Linked DNA regions of Pan troglodytes: region 2 is linked to region 1. The links are chromatin contacts, called in public HiChIP or PLAC-seq maps. All regions are on one chromosome and are shown on one strand. Each heading gives the region's core, a stretch centred on a gene start, on an enhancer-like site or on the middle of the called end of the contact. The rest is flanking DNA. Distances are from core to core; before and after follow the strand shown.

The links. HiChIP or PLAC-seq counts read pairs in DNA pulled down with a chosen protein or histone mark.
Region 2: an H3K4me3 HiChIP or PLAC-seq map of stem cell-derived excitatory neurons shows a contact between it and region 1, with 2.8 times the contacts expected there. The contact joins the promoter of TM9SF2 here to the promoter of UBAC2 in region 1. A contact is called at or near these places in 1 of 7 Hi-C or Micro-C datasets (stem cell-derived neural progenitor cells) and 1 of 1 datasets of contacts at active chromatin or transcription factors (stem cell-derived excitatory neurons).

What each region holds. Positions count from the first base shown.
Region 1 is chr14:104,812,240-104,814,990 of NHGRI_mPanTro3-v2.0_pri, forward strand. It overlaps UBAC2 (UBA domain containing 2), which reads left to right and starts at 1,443. Exons shown (of 9, transcript NM_001246491.1): 1 at 1,443-1,528. The coding sequence starts at 1,498.
Region 2 is chr14:105,107,248-105,110,034 of NHGRI_mPanTro3-v2.0_pri, forward strand. TM9SF2 (transmembrane 9 superfamily member 2) reads left to right here and starts at 1,463. Exons shown (of 19, transcript XM_016925490.4): 1 at 1,463-1,809. LOC129136860 (a long non-coding RNA gene) reads right to left here. Exons shown (of 3, transcript XR_010150548.1): 2 at 2,620-2,787; 3 at 1-2,058.

The sequences.
Region 1 (2,751 bases), core at 193-2,692:
ACAAACGAACAAAATAAGACTGTGAAAATGAACTTTACGAATAAAGCCTAAAGAAGCAAATAAAAGTCATACTTTTGCCTTCTATAATCAGTGTTAACATTTTGGCCCACTGGAACCTCTCTTTGAGGGTAGGGACTGTGTTGATCTACGAATCACAGATTTAGCACACTGGCTGGCACTTATGAGCACTGAAAATGCTTTTTTTTTTTAGTACTCCATAGCCTATTCCTTTCATTTAGCTGGGTAGTGTGGTCAATTTTCCCCATAACATGCATTCTCACATAATTGCATGTATTTCTGGGGTACAGTGTGATGGTTCCATACATATACACATTGTGCAACCATCTAATCAGGGTAATTAGCACATCCATCACCAAAACACTTGTCATTTCTTTGTGGTGAGAATATTCAAAATCCTCTCTTCTAGCTATTTTGAAGTTAACATTATCGTTGAGTATAGTCATCCAAATGTGCAAGAGAATACCAAAACGTATTCCTTCTAACTATAACTTTGTGTCTGTTGACCAACCTCTTCCCATCTTCCTCCCCACTAACTCTCCTCTGTACAAGAAAAACCACTCTTTTACTCCCTACTTTCACGAGATCAACTTAAAAAAAAACTTTTTAAAACGACTGCATGATAGTTTTCAGGCTCGCACATTTAAAAACCGTGACTTTGGCAAAGAGTAACTTCATTCTGCTGGGGAAAAAAATTTAAATGGCCTGAGTCCGGAAGCTCGCCAGGGCAGAAGCGCAGGGTCGCTCCGCCGGGCTCGCCGCGCCGGGGACCCCCCAGCCACCCGCCACCACGGCGGGGAGGGCAGGGTGCTGACTCCAGGGACCACGACAGTCGGCCCCGGTGGTGGGGATTCCGCGCGGGACCCACGCGGGAACAAAGAGGCGGCTGGACGGCCCAGCCCTCCGCACCCGGAAGGACCTGTTCCACCTCTCCGGCTCCCGTACCCCTCTATCCGCATCTGAGTGACCAGATCCCACTGCAGTCAACAGCCCGCGGGGTAGCCAGCTTCGAGGGACCGCCCGGAAAGACACAACGCGCGTGGAAGGCGCCGGGCGTCCAGTCTCGGGAGAGATTAGAGGTGGAGCTCCTGCCCAGCGCCGGCAATCCAGGGGAATCCGCGGCCATCGCGGATCCACCAGGGGTGAGGCGGCACTGAGCACAAGTGTGAGGCTCTCGGGAGCTACGCCTCCGCTTCCCCAGTGCCACCCGTTTCTACCTCAGGCGGTTCTGACCGCCATCGTTTCAACCTGGAGAGGTGGGCCCTCCCCTACGGACGCACTTCCCTTCCCCGGCAGGAAGGAGGGCGCTGACCCAGGGGGCGCACGCCCCTGACTGCGCATGCGCCGTTCGTCAGCGGCGAGGGGCCTCGCGGCGCCGGATTCGTCGCTCCGCCAAGAGTGCGCCTGCGCGGTCGCTGGGGCTCGCACTTCAGCTTCCCCTCCCCCGGCGCCCTCTGGGGCTCCGAGCCCGGCGGGACTATGTTCACCAGCACCGGCTCCAGTGGGCTCTGTGAGTACCGGCCTCCGCCATCCTGGCTGCCCCCTACACGCCACCCTAGGCACCTCTTTGAGGAGGCTGGGGCAGCGGGGACCCTCGGGTTTGCCGGAGGTGGTGGGGCCGACCCTCCAGACCCGCGTCCGAACCCTGCTAGTTCCCGGTCTTGGGGGTTAGCGGAAACCGCCCCCATTTCGGCCTGGAGGGGCGAATGGGGACAAAGCCCCGCCGCCCGCCCCGACCCCACCTGGTATCCCCAGGTGCGCTGCCCAGGAGTCTCTTGGGGCCGCTGCAAATGGGCAGGTGCCCTGGTGTTCTCGTGGGCCGGCCCCAGGCCCTTTGCGGAGTGTGTGCCGCGCTGAAGGAAGGGGCCGTCCCCCTTACCATGCCCCATTCTTTTAGGCTTGGGGGACCGAACTAACTCCCCCCGCCCCCACTTGCAAAGTTCAGCCTCCGCTTTAGAAGCTGACCTCTCAGTTTCACTTGGATGTGTTTCTTCTTCAGTCTCCAAGAAGAGTTTTTAGACAAACACTGATGAGAGTGCTTTCAAGTGGAGGGAAGTTAGGAAGTCGTGGCGAGGGAGCGCAGCTGTGCTGCTGGATGTTGCTGTTTTCCTGGCGTGTTAGCGGTGGTCAGCAGGTAGGGGGCGGAGAAGTATTTTTACAGCCAGTTAAACGGTTTTTCTCACTGAGTGTGTGGAATTGACTTTCGGTAAGGTAGACTGCGTGTTAACAGGCACGGGTACAGCAACGGAGAACAGCTCTAATTTTGCAATTGCTTGTCACTGTTCATACTCCATGTGAAGTTAATGCTGCTGGAGGACAGAAACATCTGACATTTCCAAATATTAAAGATCTGTTGGCCGGGCGCGGTGGCTCACGCCTGTAATCCCAGCACTTTGGGAGGCCGAGGTGGGCGGATCACGAGGTCAGGAGATCGAGACCATCCTGGCCAACACGGTGAAACCCCGTCTCTCTACTAAAAACACAAAAAATTAGCTGGGCGTGGTGGCGGGTGCCTGTATTCCCAGCTACTCGGGAGGCTGAGGCAGGAGAATGGCGTGAACCCGGGAGGCGGAGCTTGCAGCGAGCTGAGATTGCGCCACTGCACTGTGGCCTGGGCGACAAAGCGAGACTCCATCTCAAAAAAAAAAAAAAAAAAAAATCTGTTGGGAATGTCATGAATCTTCTGAGAATGTGTGTGTCGTCTTATAGTCTGACAGTGAGTTAGTATCAGCG
Region 2 (2,787 bases), core at 213-2,712, 300 kb after region 1:
GCCTAACTACTAGAGTACAGTGTGCACTTCCTAAAAACGGAAGCACTTTTGCTAATAATTTTAACTTGACACAAAAGTAGGGTGATCCGATAAAATACCCTTATGTCCCATGTAATAGTTGGAATGTACTTATACTAAAAAATTATTCATTGATCATCTGAAATTAAAATTTACCTGGGCATACTGTACTTTTATTTGCTATATCTGACAATCTTATACAGAAGTCGTCATGGGAAACTCAGAAAAGGCTGTCCAAATTATTCTGGCAGAGAGGAGTGGAAGAAACAAATGCCATTTAGGTTGGGTGCAGTGGCTCACACCTGTAATCCCAGCACTTTGGGAAGCCAAGGTGGATCACGAGGTCAGGAGATGGAGACCATCCTGGCCAATATGGTGAAACCCCATCTCTACTAAAAATACAAAAATTAGCTGGGCGGGGTGGTGCGTGCCTGTAACCCCAGCTACTGGAGAGGCTGAGGCAGGAGAATCGCTTGAACCAGGGAGTCAGAGGTTGCAGTGAGCCAAGATGGCGCCACTGCACTCCAGCTTGGCGACAGAGTGAGATTCTGTTTCAAAAACAAAAGAAAAAGAAAAAAAGACACAAATGCCATTAAAAAAAATTTAAAAATTAAAAACAAAAAACTGTGGGGCCGGGCGTGGTGGCTCACGCGTGTAATCCCGGCACTGGGGGAGACCAAGGCAGGCGGATCACCTGAGTTCAGGAGTTCGAGAACAGCCTAGCCTGGCCAACATGGTGAAACCCCATCTCTACTAAAAATACAAAAATTAGCTGGGCGTGGTGGCTGGCACCTGTAATCCCAGTTACTTGGGAGGCTGAGGCACGAGAATCGCTTGAACCTGGAAGGCGGAGGTTGCAGTGGGCTGAGATCCTGCCACTGCACTCCAGCCTAGGCAACAGCGAGACTCTGTTGCATTTAAAAAAAAAAATTGTGGTAAAATATACATAATAGAAAACTTACCGTCTAACCATTTTTAAGTGTACACTTCTGTGACATTAGCATATTTGCATTGTTGTGCAGTCATCACCATTCATCCCAACTTTTTCACCAACCCATACTGAAACCGTATGCCATTAAACAGTAAATCCCCATCCCTCCTTCTGCAGACTCTCTCTACAACCACTGCTCTACTTTCTGTCTCTATGAATATGACAGCACCATAGTATTGGCGGTAAATCAGAGTTGGCAAATGCAATCTGAAGCAGAGGAGAGGAGAGAGTCATATCCCTCAAGTTTTACAGTCCCATTAAAAGTATTAGTACTTTGAGAAAAGGACCGTCACGATCATGGGGAGAATGAAGGAAAAACTCCATTTCTTTCCAGTTTGCAACTGGAATTGTCACTTTCGTCTTTCGGCACGACAGCGCCCAGGCCACAAAAGCCCACAGGGCAGGGCCTCCATTTTGTGGCCTGCGTGGAGGGCGGGGCGGTCTCTCTCCGCCACGCCCCGGCACCGGGTAGACACCGCAGCCACGTAACCAAGGAACCCCGAGTGAGGCGTTGGCCAGGTGAGGCCGGATCCGGAAGTAGGGGGACCACTTCGCCCCGCGTCCGAGCCCCGCCCCCGGCCCCTCCCACCAGACCCTGGCCGACCTAGATGACGTGTCCGAGTAGGAGTTGGCGAGGTGCGGCCGGCCGGCCGGTCCTGCGCATGCGTGATACTTGCACCGGTCGAGATGGTAGCATGAGTCTGGAGGTCATTTTCTTTGAGAAAGGCTCCGCTTCTCCGGGTTTTTGCTGATGCCGATCCCGGGGGATTGAGGAAACATCGAGCTCTGGAGTGGAAAAGGTTGCAGACTTTTAGACTCCCAAGTTGTTGTAGTCTCAATCTCTAGTGGCTGCGTTACTGCAGGAAGTCACGGAAGCCTCTCCCCTTTCTTAGGCGCATCCTTGGCTGTAAAAGGAGGTTAAAAGCCCCTGGAAAACCTCAGGTTTATTTCAGCTCTGAAAGTCCGGTTCCAAATTTAGATCCAGCACTCTTGTGGCCTGGCCAGTGATGGTCGTGGAGTGCTTTCCCCGCGCCTGCGGTCTCTAGGCTCTGTGGATGTAGAGGTGTGGGATGTAGGAGCAGGCCCTTACCCGTGGAATTCACATATAAATGGGGGAATGAGACAGCAAACAAACAAACGTGATCCTTCCTGATAGTGGTAAATGTGGGATGCCGAGGTTTAAGCAGACGAGTGGTATTAAGGGATTTCAAGGTTTTATAAAATTGATTTTGCCAAGAGTGGAAGCTGAGAGGCTACTGCAGTAAGAAGTCCAGGGGAACTAAGAATTTGGCTTGGACCAGGGTGGTAGCTGTGGGCATGGAAAGTACTGAAAGGATTTAGTCCATAGTTTAGCAGCCCAACCAACGGGACCTGCTGAAGGACTGGAGGTAGGTAGTGAGGAAATGAGAAATTTAGGTTCTCCTCTAGGGTTGGGGCCTGAGAAGAGATGGGCAGCGATGCCGTTTCCTGGAAAACTGGGAGAGGAAATGTTTGGGATGAGGGCAGTGAGATATAATGAAGGTCAAGTTTTTTTTTGTTTTTTTTTTTTTTTGAGACGGAGTCGTGCTCCGTCGCCCAGGCTGGAGTGCAGTGGCACGATCTCGGCTTACCGCAAGCTCCGCCTCCCGGGTTCACGCCATTCTCCTGCCTCAGCCTCCCAAGTAGCTGGGACTACAGGCGCCTGCCACCACGCTCGGCTAATTTTTTTGTATTTTTAGTAGAGACGGGGTTTCACCGTGTTAGCCAGGATGGTCTCGATCTTCTGACCTCGTGATCCG